Linked DNA regions of Mus musculus: region 1 is linked to region 2. The links are chromatin contacts, called in public HiChIP or PLAC-seq maps. All regions are on one chromosome and are shown on one strand. Each heading gives the region's core, a stretch centred on a gene start, on an enhancer-like site or on the middle of the called end of the contact. The rest is flanking DNA. Distances are from core to core; before and after follow the strand shown. Region 1 overlaps Npas3 (neuronal PAS domain protein 3). Region 2 overlaps Npas3 (neuronal PAS domain protein 3).

Region 1 (3,809 bases), core at 1,208-3,707, 570 kb before region 2:
GCCAGACAGTAAGTAATCCAGCAAGTAGCTAGGGGAAGAGATTCAAGAGTCCCCACACTCTTAACTAAGGAGCTATAGAGAGTTGATGACTTCCGAAGGAGGACGAGTCAGTTTTCTTTAAAACATGACCCCGGGTAGGTTGACTATGCTCCACTGGATAGCTCTGCACCCATATGTGGGCAGCACAAACTGGACTTCATAGATTATTAAACAAACAAACAAACAAAAAACCAGGATGACATCAAATTGGGGGTGGGTGCGGAGTAGAGAAGTTAGAGAAAGGAGTTGGGGGTAAATATTATAGAAGCATACTGTATGGAATTTAATATAATAAAACATATTAAAATTGCATGAGCATTTTCATGTATCATAAATTATACCAGGTACTCCAGGTGAATAAAAGATATAGAAAAGATCCAGGAGAAGTTAAAAGAAGGGAATTTGGTACCAATTAACCAATTAGCACTGCCATGTAAAATGAATGGTGCTCTGGAGGAGCTCCAGCACTGTTCATTCTTTTCTCACTGAATGGTTGGGAGGACTGGAGATGGCACGTCAATAATGTGCCATGCTCCATACAGAGCAAGCATTGGGTAAATGTAGGGCAGGGAAATTTCACTGGCTTCCATGGAGCATGGATTCTAGTGACAACAACTGTCTGTTTCATGCCAGGCCAACTGCTGTATGTAGGTAATGCAAGCAGAGGTCATCACAAGCTTTATCACATCTGACCTGCTGTGATACCTTAGGAAAACCGAGAACAAATTCCCTAGGTAGCACTGTAATGTCGGGGTATGTTAGATAATGCAGAATGCTTAGTGATTTGCTAAACGCTGTGAGAAATGAGGTTGAGGCAGAGGTTGTGAGACACAGAGGATGGTGAGGGTTTGGAAAAAGAGAATCTCTGTTTTATTCCGTCACTCGAATCACCCTTAAAAGATTATCATCATGCTCCTATCTAAAAAGGTCAGTTGGTGTTTAAGAGTTCCCAGTCTACCAGTTTGAAAAGACTTTCCACCTCATCTCTATGTAAATTCTGATTTGTGTTTCAGCAATTTGCTTTGCATCAAAATGCTTTGCCTATTTCTGTCGCTAGCATTTGCTCACCTAGTTTTCTCCACATGGATGCCCTTCTCCCAGCAGATCCATTTTACTCATTAGTCATAGTCTGGTCCACTCCCATTTTATATTCCCTGTTTAGCCACGTGTTCTTTCTTGCCTCTGTCCTACTGAGACACTGAGTCACCCAGCACTCCATCAGTGGAGACTATGTATCACCCCTTAAATGTTAATGTCTCTGCCTTATTTCTACAATTTAGGTTTAAGCTTTCCAATGATACAGAACACACATCTTAAATGCCTTTATACTCCTCTCTGCAGCTTTCAGGGTCTTTATAAATACTTAGTTGATGAGTGTGCCTATGTCAAGCTGGTTTTCCTTTGTGCTGGGGATGAAAGCGTGGTAGGGGGAGGGAGGCAGAGGGCAAGCTAGGAGTCAGTTAGGCTACCTATTCCAAGACTGCGCCACTCATCCCGTCCCACACGTAGAGAATATGAGGTGGACTCAGCACACATTTCTGATCTCTCAGAGGTCAGTCAGCAAGCTATAATTTCCCTCTCTTTGTGAAAACTGGTAAGACTTCTCTATTTCCCACACAGCAATACTGTGAAGATAAAAGGAGAGGCAGTGCCTGGGTAGCAGTGGTAGGGGCATTGGAGACTCTCAAGAGGCACGTGGGGGGCCTCTTCATGCACACACAAACTCTGAGTGTCAGGGCCAGCCACAGATTGTTCTTTTTCTGTGTGTGGATTCTCTCCCTCTGGGCAGCCACATCATTTCCAGGTTAAAGGGTATGCTATACACTCTCCCCGGGGAAGGAGCTATGCGGATAATGAGCTAAGACAGAGAGCTTTTACTGTGCTTAGGTAAACTGCAGTGACCCAAGGTTCAAGTTTTGGGGGACATATCTAATTAGATGTGGTAGGTGGAAAATTTCCTACATAAGGTTTCTACCGGTGTAATTAAGCCCTGAGAATCAAATCAGATTATGCTGGTAAGACACAGAGAGGCTTGGATCACACAGCCCAAATCGCCTCTCAGCAATTCTGCTTGGCCTTGACTCCTTTCAAGGTTGGTCTGTGGCAAATTGCCATACACGGATGTGGAGCTCTGACCACTTGCCAGAAGCTGGTGTGCTTCTCCAGCTCATCCCTGGGTAGCTGGGAAACAAACCTTTTCATTTTCTAATCAAACGGAGGGGATGGGCATTGGTGTAAATGTTTGTATGGAGCTCCTACCAGACCAGCCACCATGCTAAGAAACCAAGAAGAAAAGCAGAAGGCATTGTTTTAAAGTCATCTACACTGACAGAACAGGTAGCATGAGGGAGGGAGAAAGATGGCTTTGCAGTCCAGCACAGAGACGGGCACCTGGCAAGAGTCCATGAGTTCCCACAGGGGAGACACTCACTAGACTGCCATCCCTATGCTAAAGAAGCCATGACAGAGAACACAAGTCAGACTTGTGATACTGATGAATCCCTTCATTCTTAGGACATCCTAACAAAGATATCACTGTCACCAAAGTCTTTTGGATCATGTAGTCAGAGGCCAGGATGTTATGAATATTATGGCACCCCCAGGGCTAGCATAATGCATGGCCAGTGGCCAACAAATATATGCAGAATAAATATGAATGAATGGATACAGACAATGAGTGAATGCAAGAGACTCTTTGTGAGATTATCTTGAGTTGTATAGACTCAGAGAAGGTAGAGAGGCTTTTGACAGCAAAGGCTGGTAGCAGTGATCCCTCATGATCCCTCTGCTACCTTAAGCAGAAGGTGAGTTGGTGTGCAGTAGACGCTTTGCTCTGCAGGTCTGGTGTAGCTGGGATTCCAGGCTCAAAGTCTTCTCACAACCTCACTGTTTTATGACTACTGCCAAATAACTGGTCTTGGAATTTTAAGAGAAAAGTGACCCTCTTATACTTGTCATATTTCCTAAGTTTAGTCTCATATCCTTTGAGAACTCTACTGGCTGGTTTTGTGTGTCAACTTGACACAGGCTGGAGTTATCACAGAGAAAGGAGCCTCCCTTGAGGAAGTGCCTCCATGAGATCCAGCTGTAAGGCATTTTCTCAATTAGTGATCAAGGGTGGGAGGGCCTAGCCCATGGTGGGTGGTGCCATCTCTGGGCTGGTAGTCTTGGGTTCTATAAGAAAGCAAGTTGAGCAAGCCAGGGCAAGCAAGCCATAAGTACCATCCCTCCATGGCTTCTGCATCAGCTCCTGCTTCTTGACCTGCTTGAGTTCCAGTCCTGACTTCCTTTGGTGATGGACAGCAACGTGGAAGTGTAAGCTGAATAAACCCTTTCCTCTCCAACTTGCTTCTTTGTCATGGTGTTGTGTGCAGGAATAGAAACCCTGACTAAGACAATAATATTCTTTGAAGACAACTGGCGATCCTTCACCGCTATGCATTTCATTCACTTCGGTCATCAGAGATCAAGAACAAGTGGTTCCCACATCAAAAATCCAGTGTCACGAGTATCTCATATGGCAAGTAATACATGTATGCATCTAAATCCTGAATGCCACTCAAGACAAAACAGTGCAGGGCTCTCTGGGCAGGCCAAGGAATGGAGGCATTCTTTGTGACTAAGCGCCGCAGCTGGAAAAGCTTCCCCGTTGAAGGTTCTTTAAAACTTCTTTGGGTGATTTTTTTTTTTCTGCTTTAGACATAAGATTTATCTGTTTATTTTTATGTGTATGTACCTGCATGTGTTTATGTGCACCATGTGTGTTCAGG
Region 2 (4,139 bases), core at 1,418-3,917:
CGTCTGCGAGTCGCTACAGCCCCTCTGTTAGTACATTGCAATCCTTATTTCAAAGAGTCTATTTCTAAACCATTATCAGAATGAATTAGAGTTTATAATCTAACATTAAAGAAATGTAAGTGTTCTTTGAGAACTGGAAAAATCCAGTTTTACAGAGTGATGAAAAATCATCTTTGCAGTTACATCTCCACCTGGCTGTGGGGAATGCTCAACAAGGAAGGCTTCATTCTGATAACCAAAGTACCACATGCTATGAGAAACAATACAATGCCCAAAGGCTCTCTAATATACTTACGAAGACTGCAAACATTTGTAGAGGAAATAACTTGTAGTAAGACGACTAAGGAGTAGATGTCTACAAGCTGCAGGTCAGCTGGAGAATGTATCCGGAAACCTTGCTAAGGTATCCCCTTTACCCTCTACATCCACAAGTTCCTCCCATTGGGTTCTAATATCAGAACAGCTATGTCCATGTCCTCAATACAAAAGCATCAGTGGGCAAACCCCCAAGTCTGGTCTACTGTCTTCATGTTATTTCTAAATAGCCCCATGTCCTGAAAGCATATCTAAATATCACATGAAGGTTGACTTTCGACAGCTGTCATCAATTCCGAGGCATCCAGGTCTCGTTACGTGGGAAAACTCTTCCTTCTCACCAGCTCCCCTCTTCAACTCAGGAGCAGCATCCATGTGAACTGACATAGGACAGACGTCACCAGCTTGCCTCACCCACACTCAACCTATGAGGGCCAGCCATTACCATGTTCAGCCAATGAGGGCCAGCCCTCACTCATGCTCAGCCTATGAGGGCCGGCCCTCACCTACACTCAGCCTATGAGGGCCAGACCCCACCCACGCTCAGCCTATGAGGGCTGACCATTATTCTTGCCTTCTTTTTCCTTAGCGTTTAATGTTCTTTCTTCCCATGTGAGAAGAAATCCTTTGATCCATTCAGACTGTTCTTGGTACACACGGCTTTACCAAAATGCTTAGTTTCTCTAATTATACTTTAATAGAATCTAGCAGCATATAGTTCCTATAATAACTTTTACATATATTGGCAATAAATCACCAAATGAAAGATGTCTTACATCTGATTTCTGATTTGAACTGTTTATATATTGACATCTTGATGTATTTTATTGAACTTGTACTTGTTGCAAATTTTTCAAGAATTTCCATTTTCTTCTGCTGATGTAGAAGTAGAGATTAATAACAATAACGAACTTTAACTGGATATTCACAGTTAAAAATTAAAAATAAATATTTTATGCATATGCTGAACTATGGTCAAACTGTTTATGTGCTCTCCAAATACAGGAAATGATATGGAATGTTCCAAATTAAGTCCTGGTAAGACCTAACAATAATAAAGAGTAATTAAAATTATTTTATGTATTCTCACTGAATATGAGTTATATAAGTCCACAAAATTTAACTCAAAAAACAAATCAAAAATTTAGTATTCAAATTTACATCTGTAACATCTATAATTTTTTCAAAATTTAAAATTCTATGCTAGCCTACTGTGGTTACAGCCATCAATTTTTATCATATGTCTTATACAGACCACAGTACATTTTTCTGTTTCGGGGGAGGGGAGTAGGAAGTCTGTAATATTAACGTAAAAAAAAATTCTCATTTTGGCATGCCTCTAACAAGAGCTCCTGTAACAGTCTGTCTGAACTCAGCCCCTACACTCAGGGATCCTCCGGAATTTTTAAATCCACCCTGGAAAATGTAACATTTTGTTAAGCAGCTGATGCTATACACACGCTGGGCCAGGCCGAGCATTCCTTCGTCCTGATGTCATGGGCCAGCGTTTGTCTCAGAAGACATCTTTTGTAATTTCAACCAAAAGGCAAAAGAAACCAGAGCTGTGAACAGACAGAGGGAGCGAGGAGGAAAGCTACTTAGAACAATTCCCTCAAAAGCATTCTGACACAAACCTGTCTATTTTTAAGTCACTCAACATGCACCCTCGAACATAAAGCCTTCCGACTTTTATGAAGTATTGTGTGTATTTTCAGACTGTTGGTTTTTAAAATATCCCTGCTTTATGGTAATGTGTCACAGGGAAGTTAGCTATAGTTTCATGAAAGACGTTTTCATTCCTGACTGGCATCTTCTCAATAGCTGGGGCCCAGGCACACCGCTCTCTTCCCGGCAAGGCCCTCTGGGCTGAGAACAGTGCGGCATTCATAACTTACTCTCGGCCCTGCGGGGCAGTGCACAGAAAAGCTTCTCTAGCCTAATGGGTTACATCACTGCAAAGTCTTCCACTTGGCCTAGGTGAAAAACATGAATGCATGCCCCATTCATTTCTCCACCTTAAAAAAAAAATCGAGTAAAATCATATCCACTCTGGAGGGGAGACCTGCATTCCCACAGGCCGGCTGGAAAAAAATGTCCGACCCTGCCCTCAATCCTCGGCAGTGCCACCACAAACTTGGTGAGCCCACGACTCAGTAGCCCCCTCAAGATGATAGTTCCAACCTGGGCCCCCACCAAATAATATTTCAAAATCATGTATGAATTGATTATTGTTAGTATCACCTTTAGATGGAGGTCACATTTTAAAAATATACTGACATGCAGTCATGGAAACAAAACCCTCCCTCTCCACTGACCTCAGCACCATAAACCAGTGCAAACAGACGGCTCCCCGGGTCCTGGCTCCACAGCTTCCTGATGGTCAGAACAAATCAGCCCCGTCCAACGCTTTTCTGAACATGCCAAATATCTGTGATTCCTTGCAAGGTAGGCACCCGGTAGTCTAGCCAAAATATTTTCTATTGAACAGAACACATTCCCCTTTCTCCTTATTAGCATATGCGTTTCTCAGCGGAACCCGGGTTAAGACTTCTGAACATTCCTACCTTTTTCCTAAAACATAAGCTTAAGTGTGGGCACATTTGTGGGGAGGAAAGCCCGTGGCTCTTATGCTCCCTGCAAATCATACAAACGCAAGTGAGCGATGTCAACTCAGAGCCCCCTGCTCGTGTCTCTGAAAGTGAGGTCCCCAAACTACCGCTACACAGTGGCAATCTGAAAGGGCGTGGCATTCCACAGAGTTCAGAATCCCCGGTGAATTCCATGTCCACTCAGGTATCTGTGAGAATGCCCACTCTATGCCCTCTCTGAATGACAGGTTAACTCACGTCAATCATGAAGCACTGTGGACTTTCTGACTGATGCCTCACTCACAGCCATCTGCCCTTGATCACGACCGTCCACCTTCTCTCACCAGCCATGCTGTGACAGAACCGTAAAGCTTCTCCTAGATCCTTCCCATGCATTATGGAGACTCAGCTGCTGACATCCAGGCCCCGACTCTAAGACCTGAGCATCCTTGTGAAACACACGTAGGCTGACTGCTTGTCCTCCTGTGAGCCCTTGAGACCGATCTCAGCCTCTGATTTCTTTCCTCTTCCATGGCATGCCCTCTCTTGGGAGTTTAGTTCCATTTCATTTGTTCAATAAATACAATCTTTCATGGACATATGTAGAAACAAGCAAATAAACGTGGAAAAAAAAAAAAAAAACCCAAAAACTTCCTCAGAAAGCCTCCACCGAAAATTCCAAAAGAAAGTCAAGTCTAAAAGAAGCTAAAAGTCTAACAGAAGTTTTTGTTTTCTAGACAAAACGTGTCTCTTTGGCATTAGACAAATGCTGCAGGAAACACTGGGGGTTATGATTTGCGTAGGAACAGCTAACACGGCAGGCAAGGCGAATCCTCCTAAGCAGTCCCTGGCTGTGGTGCTTGTGTTGTGTGGATGTCTGTCCTGCAGGTTACCGACTAGAAAGCAAAGCCCAACAGATTCTACAGCGCACTGGAGCATCTACTCAAACATGGCCTAAATTCCACGAACGTAAGACAGAGGTCATGGAGAGCTCTATTGTCAAGCCCACCACTAAGATGTGCCTTCCTCCTCACCAGCGTGTCCTTAGGTGACGATAAGCAGGCCTTGCTAAGACAGGATATTTAGACATGCCAGGACATATGGCCCCCATAAATTTTTAGCGATAATCATTATCATAATTTAAAGAACCCCCATTAAAAGGAAATCGACATAAATTGGTCCTCAAATTATTTACATCCTTCTGCACACTATACTCTGGACTTGAGGGGTTGACAT

Evidence for each region. HiChIP or PLAC-seq counts read pairs in DNA pulled down with a chosen protein or histone mark.
Region 1: an H3K27ac HiChIP or PLAC-seq map of oligodendrocyte precursor cells shows a contact between it and region 2, with 3 times the contacts expected there. The contact joins two enhancer-like sites. A contact is called at or near these places in 1 of 39 promoter capture datasets (stem cell-derived epiblast-like cells), 1 of 115 datasets of contacts at active chromatin or transcription factors (oligodendrocyte precursor cells) and 1 of 9 other capture datasets (embryonic tail).

The regions. Positions count from the first base shown.
Region 1 is chr12:53,863,274-53,867,082 of GRCm38.p6, reverse strand. All of the region lies in intron 5 of Npas3 (neuronal PAS domain protein 3), which reads right to left. It overlaps Gm35614 (a long non-coding RNA gene), which reads right to left. Exons shown (of 2, transcript XR_381599.3): 2 at 1-3,809. Among named protein-coding and RNA genes, the nearest start is that of Gm35614, 33 kb to the right of the region's middle. Within about 2 kb of position 2,457, at least 18 of the 459 cell types and tissues checked have an H3K27ac peak or open chromatin away from gene starts, as enhancers often do. A contact at or near this core is called in oligodendrocyte precursor cells, where this site is marked.
Region 2 is chr12:53,290,764-53,294,902 of GRCm38.p6, reverse strand. The region is part of intron 1 of Npas3 (neuronal PAS domain protein 3); the gene reads right to left. It overlaps Gm51419 (a long non-coding RNA gene), which reads right to left. Exons shown (of 2, transcript XR_003950183.1): 1 at 848-4,139; 2 at 1-785. Among named protein-coding and RNA genes, the nearest start is that of 1700030L22Rik, 24 kb to the left of the region's middle. Within about 2 kb of position 2,667, at least 104 of the 459 cell types and tissues checked have an H3K27ac peak or open chromatin away from gene starts, as enhancers often do. A contact at or near this core is called in oligodendrocyte precursor cells, where this site is marked.